Linked DNA regions of Callithrix jacchus: region 1 is linked to region 2. A link is a contact called in public Hi-C data. All regions are on one chromosome and are shown on one strand. Each heading gives the region's core, a stretch centred on a gene start, on an enhancer-like site or on the middle of the called end of the contact. The rest is flanking DNA. Distances are from core to core; before and after follow the strand shown. Region 1 overlaps LOC144581212 (a long non-coding RNA gene). Region 2 holds the start of RBMX (RNA binding motif protein X-linked).

Evidence for each region. Hi-C and Micro-C count contacts between places; a contact is called where the count stands out from the background.
Region 1: a Hi-C map of skeletal muscle shows a contact between it and region 2, with 3 times the contacts expected there. The contact joins the enhancer-like site here to the promoter of RBMX in region 2. A contact is called at or near these places in 2 of 3 Hi-C or Micro-C datasets (both in skeletal muscle).

The regions. Positions count from the first base shown.
Region 1 is chrX:133,692,384-133,698,842 of calJac240_pri, reverse strand. It overlaps LOC144581212 (a long non-coding RNA gene), which reads right to left. Exons shown (of 2, transcript XR_013531775.1): 2 at 5,398-6,459. Among named protein-coding and RNA genes, the nearest start is that of RBMX, 34 kb to the right of the region's middle. Within about 2 kb of position 2,207, at least 16 of the 16 cell types and tissues checked have an H3K27ac peak or open chromatin away from gene starts, as enhancers often do. A contact at or near this core is called in skeletal muscle, where this site is marked.
Region 2 is chrX:133,659,747-133,666,619 of calJac240_pri, reverse strand. It overlaps RBMX (RNA binding motif protein X-linked), which reads left to right and starts at 4,559. Exons shown (of 11, transcript XM_078364146.1): 1 at 4,559-4,687; 2 at 5,833-5,960; 3 at 6,154-6,260. The coding sequence starts at 5,852. LOC118150811 (small nucleolar RNA SNORD61) reads left to right here and starts at 6,008; the gene lies at 6,008-6,079.

The DNA.
Region 1 (6,459 bases), core at 958-3,457, 35 kb before region 2:
ATATGCTCAGATACCAGCAGTAGTAATTCTCTCCATGTTAAACATGGTTTTTTGTTTCATATTTTTTGCCTATCTGAATTTTCTAACCTACCATGCATGTTACCACTTTTGTAATAGTAAAAGTTTAAAAACTAAAAAAGAAAAGCAGAGAGTCACATAATACAGGAATAGGGAAGTTTGGAGTGTTAAACAGAAAATGAGACACTTGCTAAAGGCCACAAGACGCAATCTTAGAAAACAAAGTGGAACACATTTAGAGATGAGAGCACAGAGCTTACAGAAAAAGTAAAGAGCTTATAGAAATTCCAGGCCGGGCACGGTGGCCACGCCTGTAATCCCAATACTTTTGGAGGCCAAGGTGGGCGAATCACTTGAGTTCAAGAGTTCGAGACCAGCCTGGCCAAAATGGCGAAACCCTGTCTCTAATAAAAATACAAAAATTACCCAGGTGTGGTGTGCATGCTTGTAATCCCAGCTACTTGAGAGGCTGAGGCAGAAGAATTGGGCCGAGATTGCGCCACTGCCTGGGAGACAGAGCGAGACTCCATCAAGAAAGAGAGAAAGACAAAGAAAGAAAAGAAAGAGAGGGAGGGAGGGAGGGAGAGAGAGAGAGAGAGAGAAAGGAAGAAAAGAAAGAGAGAGAAAGGAAGAAAGAAAGAGAAAGAGAAAGAAAGAGAAAGAGAGAAATAAAGCATCCAGATGTTATGGTTAATAATCATGTTTCTTTGTTAGGGAGCCTGCTTTAATAGAGAATAAAGAGCAAGAACTAGATAACAACAGTCAGAGAAAAGACAAACAAAAAATATAAAAAGAATGCTATTTCTTACATTACACGGATTTGGCAAGGTGTTGGCTCAAAACACTGCTATCAATATTTCTCACAGGGAAAGGAAAGCTCCAGGTTTCAAAAGTAAACATACTTCACATCGAGCTAGCCTTTTAAAAACTACTAAAACCTTCAAGTTGCCTAAGTGTATAGTCAAATGGCCCCCAGCACCACCCTCAAGTTTGTGTGCATCTGTGGTGCCTTCTACCAGAATCCTCCCCTACATCCTAGATTAGGCAACTAGAGATCAGAACCTAAGTCTTATTTATTACTTTTTTAATTGATTACTTGCAAAAAAAAAAAAAAAAAAAAAAAACATTTCTTTTGAGTCAGTTTACAATGAAAACAAGGAGGCTACTAAGGAAGGGAGCCAAGAAATTACTGGTGGTTGAGGGACACACAGAAGAGGAATTGTGCCAGGAATCCACGGCTAAAGAAAAGTAATAATGCACTTTGGAAGGCTGAGGCGGGTGGATCACCTGAGGTCGGGAGTTCGAGACCAGCCTGACCAACACGGAGAAACCCCATCTCTACTAAATATACAAAATAAGCCGGGCCTGGTGGTGCATACCTGTAATCCAGCTATGGCAGGATGGCTGCTGAGGCAGGAGAATCGCTTGAACTAGGGAGGCTGAGGTTGCAGTGAGCAGAGATCACGCCATTGCACTCCGCACTCCAGCCTGGGCAACAAGAGCAAAACTCCGTCTCAAAGAAGAAAAGAAAAGAAAAAAAGAAGAGAAAAGAAAATAAGGAAAGAAAGAGAGAGAAGGAAAGAAAGAAAAAATAAAAGTAATAATGATGATAGTTCCCATTTATTTAAAGGTTACTATGTGCAGGTGCTTTTCAGGTAGTGTCTCATTTCCCTCTCACAAATCTCTGAAGTAATATTGTTTGCAGAGAGAGGACCCAGGAGACCAAAGTGGATTAACAAGAATCAGGGGGATAAGAGTGTGAGACCATTGGAGTGAGGGGTAACACAGCATGGTGGGGATGTATCGAAGAACGACCACAATGAGTGTGTGTGTCCAGAATGGAAGATTGTGTAAGAACAAGAGGGAGAGGGTGGAGGGAAGGGGAGGGTTACAGATGCTGAGAGGGAAAGGAAGACGTTGGGGAGGAGGGGAGGAGTTAGCTGAGGCAGAACCAAGAGGGAGGTGGAGGAGCAGCCAATAGGGAGGGAAGTGGGAGGGGCTCAGAGGAAGGAGGAGGAGCAGCTGAAAGGAAAACAGAAAAGCAGAAGGGAAGAGACTAGAAGGAACAGCAGAGAGGAGCAAGATGTAGAAGAGAGGGAGGGGTAGGGAGTGGAGCCGAGAGGGAGGGGAAAGAGAAGGAGGTGAGAGGGAGAGGGCAGAGAATCCAGGAGAAAGGTGAGGGGAAGGAGCCGAGAAAGCACTCGAGAAACAAAAAGGGGAGGGGTAAGGAGCCGATAAGCGTGGGGAAGGGGGGGACCAAGATAAAAGGTGGGACCGAGACTGTAGGCGTTGGAGCCCAGAGGGAGGATAAGGGCCAGATGAGAGGGAAGGGAGGGAGCTGAGAGAGAAGAGGAAGGGGAGGAGCTGTGAGGAAGGAGGAGCTACTGAGAGGGAGGGAAAGATCCGCAAAGTGGGAGGCTCCGAAATTAAGAGAACCCGAGACACACCCACAGAGAGATTGGCATTCCGGGTCCAAGCCGAAGAGCTCTCGACCCTGGTCGTCCCCGATCGGCCCCACACCCCTACCCGAAGCTTCCCCTCACACTCACTGCCTCCGTCTAGTCCTCACCTGACAAAATGCGATTTCTCGCTCCGCCTGGCACAAGTTGACCGCGGCTAACCCGGGGAGATAGCAAGCTGTGCAGCACACAGCCTGAAGCCTCAGGAGGAGCCCCAGCCCCAGCAGCCACCTCAGCCCAGGAAGGGCGGGCCACTGGCGCCCGAAGTTGGTTCCCACGCGGAAAACACTAATACTCATTTTAGGAGCCGACTAAGGCACTCGGGGACACACACGTGAAATCGGCACCCGTGGAGGAAAGAAGGGGAAATGACAAGACCCTCAGACAGGGAAGAGCCGAAGCCGGCTAGTGGCACTAGAACCCGCAGGATGGCCACCTAGTCGGGGTAAAGGGTGATTCACAACCCGGTTGCTACGGCGCCAGGAGGCGGGCACAGTGAACTGGTGGGGTACGCATGCGTACGGATCACCGCCGAGCCGCCCCGGCCCCCATCCCCCGCCTTTCCCGCCCCGCCCTTTCCCGCGGCTCTGGCGGTGCTTCGCGCTCTGCCTCTGTTGCAGCCTTGTTAGTCCCTGCACAGGGTGGGGGAAGAGGTGAGGTTGTCCTACAGGTGTCGTCATCGCAAGGGCTGCCTTCTCTCGACGTTGCGTTTCTTAGTCCCAAACTAGCAGTGTTACCTCCCCTGCTATCTTCATTTCTGGCTGCAGGGATTGGCGGGTGCTGCATTCTAGGGCCTCGCGGTCCAGTGTGAGGCACTTGAAGTGAAGCTTTTCGGAGTTTAATGTTCTGTAAGTGTAAAATGCACACCGACTGCCAAAGACAAAAAAAAAAAAGTCAAACATTTCTGCCGGGCGCGGTGGCTCACGCCTGTAATCCCAGCACTTTGGGAGGCCGAGGCGAGTGGATCACCTCAGGTCAGGAGTTCGAGACCAGCCTGATCAATATGGTGAAACCTCGTCTCTACTAAAAATACAACAATTAGCCGGGCTTGGCGGCATGCGCCTGTAATCCCAGCTACTCGGGAGGCTGAGACAGGAGAATTGCTTGAACCTGGAAGGTGAAGAGTGCAGTGAGCCGAGATCACACCACTGCACTCCAGCCTAGGCAACAGAGCAAGACTGTCTCAAAAAAAAAAAAGGAAAGAAAGTAAAACGTTTCTAATTGCTGCACGGGTGATATGTTGAAAATAATATTTGGGGTCCACTTCGTTGAATAAAACATTAAACCAATTTCACCTTCTTTTAATTTTTTTAATGTGGCTACTTGGAAATATAAAATTACGTAGTGTGTGACCTGCATTATTTTTCTACTGGATAACGCTGATCTGGGGAAGGAGGACGGAAGGGCAAAAGACTAAAGAAAAGGGAGGCGGACGCCTGCTCTATGCTATTGGAAGAGTCTTTCTCTTAGCAGCGGGGACCTTATTTTACGACCCCTGTTAGAATCCTGTCTTCCTTACCTTTTGCTCTTTGTGGTGTAGTATAATACTAAGTGCTTGCATTTGAACCGAAAGAGTATTGTAGGTATGATAGGACACAGATAGTAGAAGAGCTTGTTATTTTTCCCTCTTGTGTCTCAAGAGCTTTGGAGAACAAGAGGCACTTGTTTACGCTGAGTCGTGTGCGCCTTGCCAAGTGCCTTTCTTTCCAAGTTCCCTCGCTCCAGAGGTCTGCGTCTCCTGGTGATTGGCAGGCGGCGATTCAAGACAGAACAAAGGCATGGAGCTGGCGTCGAGCCCGAGGCATGTAGAAATGTAGCAAGTTAACTCGGACTAGAGAGGCTGAAAAAGTTGTAGGGGAAATGAAAAGAAATGTGTGAACGATGAGAAATAAGGGAGTTGTGAGAGTGAAAAGATTGAAGATTGAACTTGACCAAGAGAACTGGAGAAGCCCGTGTAAAGATTTGAAGGGCAGAATAGCATGATTGCCAGGGCACAGCCTTTGTGAAGAGGAATGGGAAAAGGGAGCTAGGAAGCGTGAGAGCGGTCGCGGTTGGAAGTAACCAGAGCTTGGATAAAAATCGTGTGTTTCACCGCTACATTAGTATGGCTCTCTGGTCTGCCTTTGGTTGAAAACATGTGTGTAATAAAAAAAAAAAAAAAAAAAAAAAGGCAGGATGGCCTCCCAAGCCTAGACCTGGAGCGTGAATACCGGCTCTTCCAGGTGCCAAGGAAACAAACCTCAGGAGGTCCCGAGGCTCCGAGGGAAGGTGTGACCTTTACATCCCTGCCTCCCAGGTCACCTCCAGGACTTGGGCCCCACCTGTAAGCAGACTCTGATCAGACTCTAACAGTACCATTGAGGTATTTCATTAAGGCTCACTGCAGGGATAGCGTATGCCTATGTCCACTTCCGGAAGTGAAGCATCACCAAAGGCTACAGGACGCAGCTCTCCTGATGCCACCAGTGTGTAATTGTTGCCAGCTGCAGCCACTTGCTGGACACTAAATGGGGTCTGGAGATAAGCCGAACGCATGCACTATCTGCATGAACAGCACACCCACCACGAGCTACTCAGCTGATGTGGGCAACACGACTACCTTCCAGAAGCCTATTAGCCCATTCCAGCATGTTCAGTATACTTCAGAGGCTCTAGGAATTGGTCAGTCGATCCGTCCAAACCATGTTCATCTTTTGCCTCCTTACACCCTTGCAAAATATATAAGGCCCCAGAACAGCCAAAGCATCCACTGGGCAGGCCTGGTTTTCTCCAACAACAAAGCCTGTGAGGCAGCAAAGACAAGTACCAGCCTCCCCGCCTGCCACCTCTGTGCACTTTCTCATGTTGTGTGTATCCGACCTACCCTCTGCGGGAAGACTGAGCTCATTGGGAAAGAAACCGGACCTCAGGCTAGAGGAAATTCCTTAAGTTCAGGCTTTATTGAGAGGAAAGAGCCTCCGGGCAGGCCAGCCGGGACGAAAAGGAAAAATGGCCGCGCTGCTCAGAGGGGCAGGGTTGTTTTATAGGGGGCTGAAGGGCTGGGGGGTGGGGAAGCCAAAAGCCGAGGTGGTGGGCAACTGTTGGTCAGTTTGAACTGCTGGGCGGGAAGCTGGGCGGCTGGAAGCTGGGCGGCGGGAGGGCTAGGACCGGTATGTAAAGTGAGAGATAAGGGAGCCTCTTTGTGGGGGAGGGAAAGAGAGAGAGAGAGCGTTTGCGGTAGGGGCAGAGTTTTCCAAACATTCCCGACTCCTTAAAGAAAAGAAAAAGAGGGGGTCAGGGGCGTCGGTTGTCTCTCTGGCTACTTCCTGCTGACAAGGGTCGACGGGGGGTTCTGAAGAGGTTTCTTTTCCTAAGGAGCCTGGATGTTCGGGGAGAGGTCTGTTTCTTGCACTCGTTCAGGGTAGGGTTGGAGCAGCATCTGGTGGATGGTGACTCCAGTCAGTTCTTGAAAGAGCCGCTGTAGGAACTGGAGAAAGCAAGGAGCAATAAGTAAGATTAGGCAAACGGCTATTAGGGGCCCAAGCAATGGTGACAAGAGGGTATACATAGAGGAAGACCACCACGCTGTGGCTTCAGCCGAGAACTTCTGACTCTAGAGGTTAGTTTTGAGTTTCTGGAGGCTCTCGATTCGGGTTTCTACTAGGCCGGATTCATTGATGTAGTAACAGCACTCTTCCTGTAGGAAGATACAGGTCCCTCCTCGTTCAGCAGTGAGCAGGTCCAGGGCTCTTCGGTTCTGCAAGGCAACTTGGGCAACTGAGGTGATCTGTCGTTGGAGTGATGCTAAAGACTCAGTAGAGTCATTAATAGCCGCTTGGAGTTGTGAGGTCAGTTGGGCTATGGCCAGGTGAGAGTGGACTAGTGCCCCTCCTCCTAATCCTGAGTAAAGTAGGGGAGGTAGCTGTCTAGAGGAGTAGTCTCTGGCGGTGGGGGAGTTGAAAGCAGGAAGGGGCAACCATACAGCAGCTCAAATGGGCTAAGC
Region 2 (6,873 bases), core at 3,310-5,809:
AAAACAATGAGGCAAAGGAAAAATTACAGTAAAGAGAAAAATGTAACTACATTTAATGACAATCTAAAAGAGTAAACAGAAAGAGGCAAAGGGAAAAATCTAGAAGATCCATGAGGAGGAGGGATAGGATTCGTAAATTACTTTTGGGCAGTGTGAGACCTGCTTATCCAACTGCCTGTTGGCCAGAGTCCCTCACACTCAGCACGCCCACGTCCCCCCCCTCCTGCATTACATCAGCAATACCCTTCTGATTTGTCTCCCTGCTTCCTGTCTCTCCCTCCCCCAAAACAGTCTCCAGACTGCAACCACAGTAATCTCATTAAGATGAAATTTGATTACTTTGCTCCATCTCTTAAAAAGGCTCCCCTCTCTTGGCTGGGCTCGGTGGCTCATGCCTGTAATCCCAGCACTTTGGGAGGCCGAGGTGGGTGGATCACGAGGTCAGGAGTTTGAGACTAGCCTGGCCAACATGGTGAAACCACCCCCTCCACTAAAAGTATAAAAATTAGCCAAGTGTGGTGTGTGTGTGTTGGGGGGGGTACCTGTAATCCTAGCTACTTGGGAGGCTGAAGCAGGAGAATCACTGGAACCCAGGGAGCAGAGGTTGCAGTGAGCTGAGATTGCACCACTTCACTCTAGTCTGGGCAAAAGGGCAAAACTTCGTCTCAAAAAAAAAAAAAAAAAAAAAAAAAAAAAAAAAAAAGCTCTTGTCTCTATTGCTCTCCAGATCTAGTCAGTAGCACTCCGCTTCCCCTTCAAGTTTCTTTGTTCTCTGTGTCCCTACTGGATGATATGGTCAACTGATTCCTTCCTACAGTTTCTTTAACTAGCCATCGTTGCCCCACCCACTCGCTTTTGATCCTTGGAAGTGCTGTTTGCCCCCAACATTGCCAGCAGGCTAATTCTCCTCTCCTACATTCCTGGGTATGAACTGCAGAGGCCAAAGTGAGCTGGTCTACGGGGATGCACATTTCCTGTTTGAGACCCAAGGGGACAGGGATATCTATTGTGGAGCCTGCTCCATTCTGCCCTGTATTGGCAGAGACCTGATTTACACTCAGATCCCGATCCTGTAGTCTCTTTGGATTTGAGACAGAGAAAGAGAGTGCCTGCTTCCACAGGGTGAGGGACTTCTCCCAGCTTCCTCTGGGGGTACAGGTTCTGCTTGCTGAGCCTGGTATTTAAGTCATTTTGGCCAATTCCCAGATGGTTCCAGAGTTGATAATTTATATAAATCATTCAAAAGGCAAATGGACATGACTTTTCCCTTATTTTTTGTTATTTGGCTGGGAAAAAAAAACAAGAACAAATATTCTTGTCCTACTGGGCATTATTCCCCCTATAAATGTGAATAATTCAGAGCTGGTTTCAAAGCTCCTTGGGGACTTTTACCCATGACCTGAGCATTATTTACTATAACCTGCCTGGCATATACCAAAATCCACCACGGGCAGGTAATTGTAACTATGAGGAAGAGAAGGGCCGGCACAGTGGCTCACGGCTGTAGTCCCAGAACTTTGGGAGGCTGAGGCGGGCAGATCACGAGGTCAGGAGTTCGAAACCAGCCTGGCCAACATGGTGAAACCCCACCTCTACTAAAAATACAAAATTAGCCAGGCATGGTGGTGCATGCCTGTAATCCCAGCTACTCAGAAAGTGGAGACAGGAAAATTGCTTGAACCTGGGAGGTGGAGGTTGCAGTTGCAGTAAGCCAAGATTGTGCCATTGCATTCCAGCCTGGGTAACAAGAGAGAACCTCCTTCTCAAAAAAAAAAAAAAAAAAAAAAAAACCGAAAAAGAAGAACAGTGAAAATTATCCATAAATTCTACCATTCCAAGATAAACTGGTTACATTCCCCCCTGTTATTTTGTCTCCACATGTATTTTTTTAATAGCTCATATTGTGTGATCTTGGCCCTTCTTTTCCCACTGTACTCTCTTCTTTGGTGGTTTCATCCATTATGATGGCTTTTATTACATCTCTGAGATGATAATTCGGCACAGATCTCTGCTCTGAGCTTCAAATTTTTCTGCCCCTACATTCCAAACTTGCTCCTCTGAAACCATTTTGGTAAATGACTATTACCATCTGTCCCACTAATACCAGATACTTGGAGTCATCCATAATGATTTTCTGTTTCGGCAATTCCTCCCCACCCCTTTCCCAACTGTCTTAGTCCATTCCTGCCACTATAACAAAATACCATAAACTGGCAGGTTGATAAACAACAGAAACTTATTTCTCACATTTTTGGAGGTTGGGGAGTCCAAGATCAAGATGCCAGCATACTCAGTGTCTGGTGAGGGCCCACCACCACCAGTTTTCTGGTTTATAAAGTGGTACCTTCTCACCGTGTTCTCACATGGTAGACAGAGGCACCTTTTATAAAAGTGCTAAACCCATTCATGAGGACCCCACTCTTGTGACCTAATCTTCTCTCCAAATCCCCTCCTCCTAATGCCATCTCCTTGGGTATTAGGTGTTTTTAAATTTTTATTTTTAGAGACAGAGTCTTACTCTGTCACCCAGGCTGGAGTGCAGTGCGTGATCTTGGCTCACTGCAACCTCTACCTCCCGGGTTCAAGCGATTCTCCTGCCTCAGCCTCCTGAGTAGCTGGGATTACAGGCATGCGCCACCACGCCCAGCTAATTTTTGTATTTTCGCCATGTTGGTCAGGCTGGTCTCGAACTCCTGACCTCGTGATCTGTCTGCCTTGGCGTCCCAAGGTGCTAGGATTACAGGTGTGAGACACCATGCCCGGCCAGGATTTCAACATATGAATCTGGGGGAGGACACAAACAGACCATAGCACCATTAATCATGATACCTGTCATATGTATCTAACAATTGTTCTTGCCTCCCCAAGTCCACTGCCACCACCCTAATTCAAGCCACCATCCTCTCTTTCTGGTCTGCTCCCACAGCCCTATTAGTGTCCTTTTTTCCACACATCCCCCCTACATTCATTTAATGGGCTCAAAGGTCCTGCCAATCCTGGCTCCCTCATTCCATGACCCTCAAATTCTTGTCACCTGGTCCTCTTTCTGTCCCTTAATATATGCCAAGCTCTTCTTCTCTACTTTGTGTTTAATATTCTCTTATTTTCCTGAAAGGCTTTTGCCTCAGCTGTTCCCATAGCTAGTTTCTTTTCTTCCTTCAGTTCTGATCTCCAAAGTCACCTCCTCACATAGACCTTCCCTGATGTTTTAATTAAATTTGGTCCTCCTAATATTGCCCATCAAAAAGCAACTAGTTTATTTTCTCCCTGGCATTAATCATGACATGCCATTCTTCTGTTAAATGTATTCAATTTCTTTCTTTTTTTTTTTAATTTTTGAGATGCAGTCTTGCTCTGTCTCCCAGGCTGGAGTGCAGTGACAGATCTCAGTTCACTGTAACTTCTGCCTCCCCGGTTCAAGCAATTCTCCTGTTCAAACGATGCCTCCCAAGTAGCTGGGACTACAGGCGCCTGCCACCATGCTCTGCTAATTTTTGTATTTTTAGTAGAGAGGGGGTTTCGCCTTGTTGGTCAGGCTGGTCTTGAGCTCCTGACCTTGTGATCCACCCGACTCGGTCTCCCAAAGTGCTGGGATTACGCCCAAAGGCGTGAGCCGTGGCGCTCCGTCCAATTTCTTTCTTTAATAGAAAAAGTAAATAAAAAAGTTTTGTAATATTCCTCCAACAAGTAGGATGCGCAGATGAAATATAGAATACCTAGTTAAATTCGAATTTCTGATAAACAGTGAACTTTTAAAATATGAGATTTGGGACATACTATACTAAAAAAGTATTCGTTATCTTAAATTTAAACTTAATCGTCCCATATGTGTATTTAAAATTTTTTTGACAGCTTCCCAGAATAAATTAGCGTCCTGCATTTTCATTTCTTAAATCCGACACCCTTACCCACAGGCTTGACTCTTGTCTTTTCCTGAGGCCGTACCCTCCCGGCCTAGCCCAGAGCTCATTATTTACAAGGTGCTCAGTAATTGTTGTATATGAATGAACTATCTGCATGCTGTTTTGTACGTTTTTTACTCATCTGAAATTTACATGTATTTATCAGAAATTCCCACATCCACTGAAATAACTTATTTAAGACAATTTTGGAAAATATATTGTATTGCCAAAACTTGTTTTCCGTTTCTGCAAAATTGGCGTAGGAGTATCCATCCTCATCACATTGTTTTGACAATTAAAAGAGTTAGTGAAAAAGTAAAAGTAAAGTTTTGCACTGTGCCCAGCCCACTAGGACGCTCAATACAGTTCTTTATTAAATGAAGGCTGTGCACCATTTTAGCGCCAAGCAAAAAAAGCGCGTTTGTAAAGAACGGGTGGGGGTAGGGAAAACGGTTAGAAAGGTCCGCCGACCCAACACCGAGGGCCCGAGAAAATGGGAGGAGCGAAGAGTGAACGACAGAGGAGGCAGCCAATGGAGAAACTGGGAACTACTTCCCCCCCCTCCCTTTGCGTTTCAAATTCTAAGCTCCGTTTCCATCCGGGTCCTTCAGCCTCGTTCCCGGGCAGTATAAAGTTTGCTGTCTCCTTTGTTCGTCCTCGTTGCGCAGTAGTGCTAGCGGGTTCGCGTTTCGGTTGTCGGACCCGGCAGCCGCTTTTGGTGCTAAGCTGCTAGGAAGCCCCTCTCGGCGAGCTCGTTGGAGCTTGAACCCATTGTCACCCCTCCGGTACGTGTCTCCTTTCCTCAGTCTGTTTTTCGTGACACTCGTCGCGTTAGGACTGGGGATTATATCTCTCTGGAGATGGGGGTGGCGGGCGCCATTTTAAGAACCCAAAGGTGCCGACCTATTTAAATAAAGCTGGGGGGGTCGAGGGAAAACAAATGAGGGGGCCCGTTTGGTTGTATGCCTCGAGGAAGTTTGGCAGTCGCCTACGGGAGTGGGTAGCGGAGGTCGGGGCTTTGTAGGCTGGAGCCGGGCGAGGAGCGACTGCACCACCGCGATACCTGCATTGGGATGGCGCTGGCGCTAATGATGGGCATGTGGAGTTCCATGCGGGCTGCGGGCTCCGTATTCATTGGCGGTCCGGAAGAAGAACCCCTCTGAATGTGCACAGCCAGTGTTGATGGTAAAAGTTAGTCCCCTTACCGGTGTCGGTGGTTCTGGGTTGAATCCAAGTGTCGCCATTTTGTCTTTTACACGCGGTTTTTAATGACGAGTTTTAATTAGGTTCTGCTTCAGTCACGGAGCGTCGGGTGTTAGTGCGTGCGTCCGCGTTCCGTTACTTAATAGGAAACGGTGTTGACAATTTGTTTTTATCTTTTTGGCTGGATAGTAGCATTTCGGTAGGGCGGGGACCGGTGAAGAAGAGGTGGCGTAACTTGGCTCAAACTTCACATTTCTCCCTAGATTTAGTAGGGAATTCTAATGAGGAAAAGAGGAGTCGTTTGGAAGAGGGCTTGTTGTTAAGGTCGTGTGTCTGGCCTGTGACCTTGGGAGTCTTTTAAAACCCCATCCTTAGGAAGGGTGTGATGAATAATTGAATCTTTCAAAGGCAACCGAAATACAGGACTAGAACTAAAAGTTGCTTTCTCAAATGTTAAGCAGCTGTTGCGAAGAATAGCTAAGGGCGATCAAGGGTAGTGGTAAAAGTGATTTTGGCCCTTTTAACCAGTTTTATGTAAATTACGCTGTTACTAAACTGCTTAATTCAAATACTTCCTACTGTGGCTGAGGCTTAGCTTATTAGCGTTTTCTTTAGTCATTAAGAAACAATGGTTTTAGTGGAAAATATGAAAAATATGCCACAGTAAAAGTGTCGAATAAACTTGAGGAACTTTTTGCAGTGAGGTAATACTATTCCTTCTCAACAGACTCACCGGCAAAAAAAAAATGGTTGAAGCAGATCGCCCAGGAAAGCTCTTCATTGGTGGGCTTAATACAGAAACAAATGAGAAAGCTCTTGAAGCAGTATTTGGCAAATATGGACGAATAGTGGAAGGTGAGTTGTCTGGAAGTACAGGCTGGGCTATTATAACTAAAACATAAGCAATGATGAATTTGATTGCATTGATTATCTGACGTGATAATGTATTTTGTCCTCTAAGAAGTTCTGAGCTTTCTCTTTACACATTTACTTTGGTTATTTCATTTGAACTAGGGTAACACTTAATTTTCTAAAAACTACTTTTTAGTACTCTTGATGAAAGACCGTGAAACCAACAAATCAAGAGGATTTGCTTTTGTCACCTTTGAAAGCCCAGCAGATGCTAAGGATGCAGCCAGAGACATGAATGGAAAGGTGAGATTGTCTACACAATGGATGATAACCTGTTACTAGTGCATAAAATAACATGTAGTTGCCCCAGTCTGGACTAGCACAGCTTTTGAGTTTTCATTGTTTTTCAGTATGTACCTGTCTGGGACCCACTTATCCTACCCCTTTGTGATCCTCTTCCAAAGAATATTCTGTAATTCCAGAACCAAATCTAGTAGTGAGTTATATCTTATGCTGTTAACAACATACTCTCAGTTCAAAATCATTGTCATTACATGATGCATTTTTTTTGGAGACAGTATTTCTCTGTTGCCCAGGCTAGAGTGCAAGGGTGTGAACTCTGTTCACTGCAACCTCCACCTCCTGGGTTCTAAGCGATTCTCCTGCCTCAGCCTCCCTGTAGCTGGGATTACAGGCATCCGACACCACATCTGACTAATTTTGTATTTTTAGTAGAAACGGGGATTTCACCATGTTGGCCAGGATGGTGTCAAACACCTGACTTCAAGTGATCCACTTGCCTCAGTCTCCCAAAGTGCTGGGATTACAGGCATGAGCCACTGCGCCCTGCCATCATGATAACATTTTATCTTGAGATCCCTAAGCCATATTTTGATAACTTGGCTTTTAGTGTTGA